3 separate regions of the Drosophila melanogaster genome follow, and all the other regions are linked to region 3. The links are chromatin contacts, called in public Hi-C maps. All regions are on one chromosome and are shown on one strand. The core of a region is the stretch at or near the end of the contact, and the rest is flanking DNA. Distances in the headings are between cores, read along the strand shown. Region 1 holds the start of CG7546. Region 2 holds the start of Rac2 (Rac2,). Region 3 holds the start of Urm1 (Ubiquitin-related modifier 1).

What was found. Hi-C and Micro-C count contacts between places; a contact is called where the count stands out from the background.
Region 1: a Hi-C map of the Kc167 cell line shows a contact between it and region 3, with 4 times the contacts expected there. A contact is called at or near these places in 7 of 107 Hi-C or Micro-C datasets (the D17-c3 cell line, the Kc167 cell line, the OSC cell line and 2 more) and 3 of 7 datasets of targeted methods (all in the Kc167 cell line).
Region 2: a Hi-C map of the Kc167 cell line shows a contact between it and region 3, with 2.7 times the contacts expected there. A contact is called at or near these places in 2 of 107 Hi-C or Micro-C datasets (the Kc167 cell line and the S2 cell line) and 1 of 7 datasets of targeted methods (the Kc167 cell line).

What each region holds. Positions count from the first base shown.
Region 1 is chr3L:7,509,538-7,512,768 of dm6, reverse strand. CG7546 reads right to left here and starts at 1,783. Exons shown (of 10, transcript NM_168217.4): 1 at 1,327-1,783; 2 at 1,141-1,258; 3 at 853-1,064; 4 at 41-796. The coding sequence starts at 1,392. It also overlaps asRNA:CR45896.
Region 2 is chr3L:7,433,820-7,436,931 of dm6, reverse strand. Rac2 (Rac2,) reads left to right here and starts at 1,742. Exons shown (of 1, transcript NM_001274588.2): 1 at 1,742-3,112. The coding sequence starts at 2,422. The coding sequence ends at 3,000. All of the region lies in intron 1 of CG42458, which reads right to left. It overlaps CG14835, which reads left to right. Exons shown (of 1, transcript NM_139865.2): 1 at 1-124. The coding sequence ends at 58.
Region 3 is chr3L:7,639,163-7,642,241 of dm6, reverse strand. Urm1 (Ubiquitin-related modifier 1) reads left to right here and starts at 1,796. Exons shown (of 5, transcript NM_206296.3): 1 at 1,796-1,838; 2 at 1,905-1,972; 3 at 2,036-2,117; 4 at 2,178-2,226; 5 at 2,283-2,431. The coding sequence starts at 1,801. The coding sequence ends at 2,351. It overlaps Pura (Puratrophin-1-like), which reads right to left. Exons shown (of 17, transcript NM_206294.3): 17 at 2,669-3,079. It overlaps CG7506, which reads left to right and starts at 594. Exons shown (of 2, transcript NM_139887.5): 1 at 594-1,156; 2 at 1,215-1,444. The coding sequence starts at 659. The coding sequence ends at 1,427. It overlaps snoRNA:Me18S-A1806 (a small nucleolar RNA gene), which reads right to left and starts at 2,525; the gene lies at 2,448-2,525.

The sequences.
Region 1 (3,231 bases), core at 534-3,033, 130 kb after region 3:
TGTTTTAATAGGCTTATAAGAGCTCGGCTTATTAACTTACACTCTCCTCAAAAGTGGGATCATTCTGGAGAATCTCATAGTACCGATCAACAAAAGGCGCCAAGCGAGCCTGTACGCCACGATAGTGCTGAATAACTTGGGCCAACACCTGAGGACGAGTGCGTCGCCTGGGTCCTGAGTTGTTGCCGCCTTCGGCAGCCGCGTCATTTGCTGATCCAACCGAGGATGTGGGAGTCTCTGCTGCAGTGACTTGCTGGCCACCAACTGCTCCTTCCGCCTCCGGCTCTGGTGTTGGCGTGACCGAACGATCTGATGCTCCATCGGCCACTTCGTCGTCCGTTTCGATAACATCCTCGATAATCACAGTAGCAGCTGTGGTTTCACCACTAGCATTACTTGCAGCTCCACTGGCTGCTCCCTCACTTGTTATAGCTTCGGCTGTTCTCTGCTGGCTCGTCTCGCCATTCTCATTGGTATAAACCGTGGGCAGCTGAACCACCGTATAGTTGCGTGCTCCTGTATGCGAAAGAGCAGCGGTCACGGCATCTTGGACCATATCGATGATGTTATTGTTGCGTGGCAGATCAGTCGAGGAGACACCTACTTCCACGACTGTGGACTCCATCGACCAGCGACCGCGCTGCAGAATGTCCAGTGATTGATTGTTCAGGCCAACGGCAGGATTTTCCAGATAAGCTGCTATATTGTCAGCGCAATCGATCATGTGCAGGGCGACCGTGATGCGGTTAATGCAGAAGGACGACGAGTTGGGATAACGATTCGGTGGAGGACGTGTCTGCTAAGATACGTTTAAATACGCGTGTTGAAAGAGCTTTCATCTTAATGGCTTACCCCAGCTACTGGACCATTGTTCACCGGTATGGCCATGGTGCCCACCAGCATTCCATCGAGGGCGCGGAAGTACGGAGAAGTACGCATTCCGGGCGGCGGCGGACGTGCCACATTGCGGAAGGTTCGCATGGGTTCATCATTGTTGCGGGCATTGGCTCCGCGCTGCGAGAATGGTGGTCGTTCGGCCACATGGAGCACCTTGCCATCCACATCTGCATGGGCATTGATATTGTTGTATTAGATATAAGTGCATATATATATGTGGGTGCTCCCGGGGGCATGACTCACCATATTCCTTCACCTGCTTATCATCGACCAGAACGCGACCCTGGTAGATGATACGCTGGTTTTCCGCCGCAATGTTAGTCTTCTCGGCTATTTGGTCCTTGAACTGGCGGATGGTGAGCTGGAAATGGGTGGGGTGCATGGATATAAAGAAGCCCCTAGACCTGGACACACAACCTCAAACATTACCTCATTGTCGATGCTGAATTCGTGGATGCGCGCATCTAAGGTCTTCACCTTAAGGTTTATGAGCATTTTCCGGCCGGACTGCGTCGCAAATCAATTGAAAATCTCGTTTTTCTTTCGGTTTTCCCCGTGCCGTGCAAAAAAACAGTCGAAAAGGGTTCGTTGGTGGAGGGGGGAAGGCGGGGAATCTTGTCGGTGTCGCTGTCACCTGCTCTCTCGCTCGCACTCGCTGTCGTTGGCCTTTGGCTTTTCCGGACACGTTTTCGCACTGCTCAACTAGCGGTAAATATGTATACGTTTTCACTGATCTCCGCCTGCTTTCGGATCGGGCAAATATATGCTGGGCTTCTATGCTAACGCGCCGAGCGACTTTGCAATTCAACAACAGCAGTGGACGAGAATAATTACTGGAATTTGACAGTGTGGCAGTGTTGCCAACTCTCGGAGTGAAAGAGCAGCCAAATGCCATCTTGTAAAAAGCTAAACTAGCAGGTATTGATAAATAAATTCCGTTTTAAAGCAAAAATTAAGCGATCTGTCAAAAATGATATGTATTGTATGGAGCAGTTGAAAATTATTTTATTGAGTTTGGTAACGATTACAAAAATTGGAATATGCAGATAAATAACCTTTTTTCTGAAGCTTAAAATATATTATAACAAAAATATATTATAACAACTTGTCTTAAGATTAAAATATAATATATTATATTAATTTGTCTGAAGTTTAAAATATAATAGCTGCATATGTCTACAAAATAGATAAGTTGCCAGCTCAGCATATAGTACACAAAATGTCCTAAAATACCCAAATTATTATTTCAGTGGCAAACACAAAGAAGAATACAGCACTGTTAGCATTGACTCAAACCAGAGTGCACGAATTTTTTTCTTGTCTGGCAGCCCTAAAAACCACTTAGGCGGTTCTTTTGAATTTGTACTAAATATATTAATCTGTTTTATTTATATTGTTTTTGAACATTCTTTGCTATCCTAACCTAACCGAAAGGTATAATATCTCCAGGGAATTGCCTAGACTCTTGCCCACAATGTAAAGCGTGTGGGGCATGAGCGAGATGAGCGCTATAAAAACGTTTAAAGAACTGCACATGTGAAATACAATTCACCCATCAACCTTTTCGCCCCTAACCCCACACCAACCCTTAATCACCCCACCGCCTTTGACTGCATCCTGTGGGAATTTTTGGGCACTGCACATGAAAAGCGGCGTTTGAATAATAAAGAAAAGAAAACACGGAAAACAGGGGAAAGTCAGCCAAGACGCAAAGGTGTAGGGCAACTTTTCGCTTTGAATATTTAAGTGGCGCTGTGGCATCGGTAGTGGAAGTAAAATAAGCAGAAGGCTGCGAAGGAAAGCCAACCGCAGCTAACACAATTTTTCGCATACCCCTTGCCGGAATTGTGCGGAAATTTGATTTAATGTCTGCGATTGTGAGCCTTTCCACGGGCTCAAAGTGATTGCGACGAGCCCTTATTTTCCGGACTGAAAAGATGCCACGGAAATGGGCAGTGGCAGATTGCCGAGTGCACCATTCTCTTTGAGGATTTTTTTTTTTTTTAACTGAGTTTTTAGCAAGCAATTGAATGATTAATTACAGTATTTTCAAAAAAATACCTTGCTTAAAGTTTGTAGATTTTTTTTTTAATAATAAAAGATGTTTTTGTAAGCTTGTTGTCAGGATATATGCTATGTTTAAATGTTTGATTCCCAATTAAGCATTTTGAGAAAATTGATGTACAAATTACAAACAGTTAATTGTATTAAAATGCTCAGCCTACATTTCGCTTACAATATGGATTATGCTTGGCGTGAAAGTATAAATAATAATTATTAACGTTTTTCACCGACTTTGCGCGGTCCAAGTGCAAGTTTTACAATTTACAAATT
Region 2 (3,112 bases), core at 493-2,992, 210 kb after region 3:
AAGTACCAGGTGTACCAGGTATACATCCCAATTTCACTGGGAAAACCCGCCTCTTTAAAAACCTTGATGAACCCTTTTGACCACCGGATATGCTAGCAATGGAAAATATAGGTACACTGCAATCAAATGTTTTTTTTTTCTGGGAGCTTAAAGGCTCATTTGGGTTTCAAAATGTTATGGTTTAAGTAAATAACTTTGCTGAAAGGTAATTTGATAACTGCATTATTTGTTGCGCTTATCGCTTTTCAACTTAATTTAACACCATTGTTTTAGCCAAAAGCTTTCGATTGGTTAATCTATTAAATTACGCTGTAATTTGAAAATTAATTCGAAAAAGTGTTGTTTTTGTTTCACGCCCTGACCCGCTGATAACCTTGCGACGCCCACCCGCCCACTTGAAATCGAATACGAAATCGAATGATTCATCCACGCACAAACGGAAACAGAAACATTTATTCCACTTGAACGGACTTCATTGGCGATTTAATTGTTGCGGATTTTTTACAGTAAATTCCATTAAAAACTTTTTGAAAATGCATATTATTGAAATTCATATATTCGTGCTTGTTGTTCGGATTGCTGGAGAACAAATTTTGTGGCGCCTATTTAATTATCCAATTACAGCAGCACCATCAGCAGTGCGAGAAATTAACTTAAATGCGAAAATATTCGCCGACGGCACTTTAAACATTTCCATTTTAAAATCAATGCGAAAATGGGCGTGGCATGTGGAGGACGGGGGGGGGGGATGTTTTGGGCTTCTGGTTGGTGGGGCGGAAGCCAAAACACAAACACGAAATATTTCGGCTATCACTTTTGGCTGAATGCGGATGCGGCGGATTCGGTGGATTCGGTTTGGGTTCTGTTTTTGCTTTTCGGTTTTTACTGTCGATATTTTGCACTGTTTGCCAATGTTATTTGTTTGTTATTCCTTGGGCTTTGGTTTTTGCCGACACACGCAATTTTGTGGTCCATTAAAACAGTCAACGGCAGCAAATATCGCTGGTCATGAAAAATTTAATAATTCGTTTAAGAATTAGATGGGATGTAACGGTCGTAAATTAATATGGCCCGAATTAAGGAGAATTAAAAGTAATTCCAGAATCTAAATTTGAGTTTCCAATTTTAAAATATGAATACTTCCATTTAAGTATATTCATCCAAAGACTGTGACACATATTTAGGTCACATAATTGATTCATCAATAAAAAAAATATTGTTCAATTAATATTTATATCGCGCGATATCAACGTTTTGCTTGTTTTTGGTGTGGCACTGTAATTGTACCGCGATAAGCTACGGGCGATTTGTACCTGAGTTGGGTACCGCACATCTCTGATAGCCTCTAGTCGCGTGGAAATTGGCTCAAAACAACAGCAACGGTCGGGAAATTCGTGGAAAACCGTCGAACGAATATAGAAAACTCTACAAAAACGACCAAAGCAAGGTCAAGTAAAGAGACTCACTATCTCTGTCTCGCTCTGCTCTCTGTGGATTGCCACGACTAACGTCACCGAGCGAATGACTCACTGTGACTAATTTTATGGGACTGCACTGTGCCAGTGCCGCTCTCGCTCACGTTCGCTCGCTCGCTCTTTGTGTGGGAGAGCGTATGCGCGCAGCGCTTCGTTTAAGCGACTAACGCACGCGAACGAGCGAGACAGCCGTACAAGCCAGTTGAAAGAGCGAAAACTACAGTGAAAAAACAAGTACAACAACTGCCAGCGGAGGCAGAAATTTTCTTCAATCGCCGCGAAGATTTCACAGCGTTTGGGCGTGTTTTTTCCGTTTCTGCCACAGAAAATCAGCAAATCCCCACATATGCGGGCCCAATTAATTCATAAATAATATACCGACCGAACAGAAAGAACGCCGTCACGGTTCTGCTTTCAATTAAGAATATTGATTTGACAACTTTCGCGATAAATCAAACTCCACTTCAAATTCGCATCTCTCTCTGTACGCGATTGCTTGAATGTGTGTGTGTGTGTGGGCAGAATTTGTATTAGTGCGTGAGCAAATTATTGTATAATCGCCAAAAAAAAAAAACAATAAAAGCAAAACGCCAACGCGAAAAGCAAAAGCTATACAATTAGAAAAACTAGCTGAGCTGCGATACAAGGCAAAACTAAATTGTGTGACTAAAATTTGTCTGTTGAACAGAAAAAAGAAAAGTACAAAATAGTTCAAAAGTACAAATATCGAAGCATTCAAAAACTGTCTGACCTACTGAATTGAATGAATTACCCCAAAGTAATTATAAGTTAAGCTGCCACAAAGAAAACCAGTTGAGCCACTGGAAATCGAGCACGAAACCAGCTGATCCACTGAAAAACCCTCTGCCCCCAGCGCACAAGCAACCCATCGAGCTGCTGAACCCATCGATTGCCCAGTAGTACCACCAGTACAGTAGCCTTCATCATGCAGGCCATCAAGTGTGTGGTTGTGGGCGACGGAGCGGTGGGAAAGACCTGTCTGCTGATCAGCTATACGACCAACGCCTTCCCCGGCGAGTACATACCCACGGTGTTCGACAACTATTCGGCGAATGTGATGGTGGATGCCAAGCCCATCAATCTGGGCCTCTGGGATACGGCTGGACAGGAGGACTACGATCGCCTGAGGCCGCTATCCTATCCGCAAACGGATGTCTTTCTCATCTGTTTCTCACTGGTGAATCCGGCATCGTTTGAGAATGTGCGAGCCAAATGGTTTCCCGAGGTGCGTCATCATTGCCCGAGTGTGCCGATAATCCTGGTCGGCACCAAACTGGATCTGCGCGACGATAAGCAGACGATCGAGAAGCTGAAGGACAAGAAGCTAACACCGATCACCTATCCCCAAGGACTGGCGATGGCCAAGGAAATAGCTGCGGTCAAGTATCTGGAGTGCTCGGCCCTGACCCAAAAGGGTCTGAAGACGGTCTTCGACGAGGCCATACGATCCGTGCTATGTCCTGTCGTTCGAGGACCCAAGCGGCACAAGTGCGCCCTGCTCTAAGAACTTTGAACCCACCCAAAACAAAAACGCGAAGAACTTCAACAAAAACAAAAAAAAAAACGAGAAGAGAAGAGAACAAAGCGCAAAATTCTGTGCAAAATATTCATATTCG
Region 3 (3,079 bases), core at 547-3,046:
GTTTTGGCATAATACCGCAAACGGGAAGCTCCCCCACTCACTTTTCTTGTTAATCAATTACAAACTGCAGTACGTACTCAATATTTGCCGAATTACTAGCTCTATTGTTCCGAATTGGTTGGAAAATCATTGGGAAATACAATCGAATTTTTTGGCAGCAATATCCTAAAGTAGGTCAACACTTTGAATAATATTTGCAAACGCCTTTCCTACCGTTTTAAGCGTGAGTGTAAGTGAATTTTAATCGATGTATAAGTGTTAAATAATCAGCTCCTAATTGGTAAGTACAAGTGTAATTATTATTAATTTTTATTTTTGTATTTTTTAAAGAGAATCTTATCTTATAAGATTGTAATATTGGTCGGTTTAATGTAAATTAATTTTAGCTTAGAAATGTTAGAATTTTAGGATTTTAAATTTTTAATATTTGTTTTTAGTATCAATAAGTAAAAATAGTCAGTATCGATTTAAATTTCCGTTGTCAGTGCAATGTTGCCGTTTCCTGTTTCGGTATTCAAAAGGAGAGTTGGTATATTTTGAATAGACGTATCGTTTCTGGATTCTTTTAGCGCCCAAGTGTGGGCCACACTGCAACTCGTGTTATTTAACGTTCGGCAAAAACAGCTGTTTATTTCTACTGAAATAAGTAAATTACACCATGTTAGGCCTGCGAGCGATGCTGCCAAAAGGGAAACACTTTGCTGTTGTCCTGGGAAATGTCAGCCGTCAGATTACCCTGCCCCACAACTGCAGATGCATTACTAGTGCCTCATGGACAAGACCACAGCAGTCACAACCACAGAACTTCCAGCAAAACAGGTGGCTTTCGGTGAAGTCGACGAAAACTGAATCCGACGATGCACTGCAGCGGATCTACTATGGAACTCTTGCGCCACGCATGAAAATGGTCAAGTTCTTTTCGCTGAGCACCAGCTTAGCCGGCTTGGCCGCCCAGCCCATTCTTCTCGAGCAGGGAATGAAAATCGGAGGAACTGGAATGGCCGTATTCCTCTGCACCGTCGGTGGATTCTTCACCTTTGTGACTCCTCTGCTGCTGCACTTTATTACCAAGAAATACGTGACGGAGCTGCACTACAATCCACTAACGGAGGAGTACACGGCCACCACAATATCCCTGCTTCTGCAAAAAATCAAGGTGGGTAGAGCAAATTTAAAAGAGCTTGCCTTCAATGTACATATTATTTACCTTTTAGACTACTTTCCGACCAAATGATGTGGTCGTTCCGGAGGTTCCCGGCATGTTCACCTCTTTTCTGGTCAACAAACGACCTCTGTTTGTGGATCCAGCGCTTTTCGATGATCCCGAGCACTATGTTAAGATAATGGGTTACGACAAACCGATCGATTTCAAACTGGATCTGACTCCGAATCCTGAAAAGTCGAAAACGAGCGAGGAGAAGCAATAAAAAAAACGCTCTTTATGATAACGTGTTTTTTTTAATTTCATAAATTCACAACGAAATGTAAAATGTCTTCTTAGAGCACAGATCATAATATGCTAATGAAAACTTTACCTAGCGTTCCATTGGAATGCCACCTGTTTATGTTTCTCAATGGGAATAATTATAATGCTGAGTCCCCTCGTCGAAGGTGAATGGTAAAGGTAAATTTACGTACAAATTATAATTTCTTTCAAAATGCAATAATTTTTGGAAGTTTAGAGCATGTGGTTGCCAGACTTTTTAGAAATTAGGATTCTATATTTGGTATTATTTTTGAATGGTGGATTTTTTTGAAAAGCTTAGACGCGGTCACACATTTATTTACATCGAACATATGATGGGCACGCCGGAATTAAAAATCATATTAGAATTCAGGTATATAAAGCCTTGTTCGAATTATTATTTCCAATAAATGAGACAATTTGTAATTTAATTTCGTAGTGCAGGGGCGGAGTTACTATTTGGTAACATAAAACGCCGTGAATTGAACTTGGACGGTAAACAAAAATGTATGTTCTAAAAGATGTTTTAAACTTGAGTGAAATCGGTTATGAATTATATATATTTTAAAGGGACTATTGCTAATCTGCTTAAGTGGATGCATGCGAATATTTTAACGGAGCGTCCGGAACTTTTTCTTCAAGGAGATACTGTGTAAGTTTGGCTTAAACTATAAGGGATACATAGTCTATACTTTCTATTGTATGTTTTCAGGCGACCTGGAATTTTAGTACTCATAAATGATACAGACTGGGAATTGCTGGTAAGTAAGAGTACAGAATATGGAATTCTAAAAACTATAATTAACTCAACTTCTAGGGTGAACTGGACTACGAGCTGCAGCCCAACGACAATGTGTTGTTTATATCAACTTTACACGGTGGTTAAAAAACGTTCTGGAATCTAAATTATAGGAGAAAAGTTTATTTTTATACTACAACCCATTAAATTGTATTCAAAAAACAAACAAAAACAGTTTTTGACTGAATCAGAATTACGTCCCTTTACCAGAGGCAAAGGCCCACACGATGGTTCGGGTAGTAAAGTTTTCATCATATCATCTAGAGATTGTAAGCTAGCAGGTTTTCGCTATTTATAAAAGCACAGCATTGAACAAGCACTTGGGAATTGTAGGGAAGTTAAAAATAGAACAATCCAGATGCGGTTTGGCGGGTAATTCGAAGTAAGGACAACACGTTAGTTTTACATTGAAGCAACATTTATTGAATTTAAATTTTCGCTTAAAATTATTTATCGAGTTATTATGAAGTATAGATATATTTTTTTAATGTTCGTTTACGATTATTTTAACTATAGGCACTTAGGTTACATATCAACTAACTGTACGTAATGAAGTTCGATTCAGATATGTTGGGCATCGGCCACGCCCCTTTTTCGGGTGCTGCTCATGGCTCCCATCGATTTCTGTGTGTGTGTGGTGCGGATCGTTCGATTGTGTGGACTAAGAACTAGATATGTATGAAACTTGCTTCGACATTGACACGCTGAATTCAATAATTTCGACTGATTTTTCCGATAAACAAGGCAAAACGAAAAGCAGCGACTATGACAAATTAACGAAAACTAAAAATGTAATAAATAATAAATAACAAAAA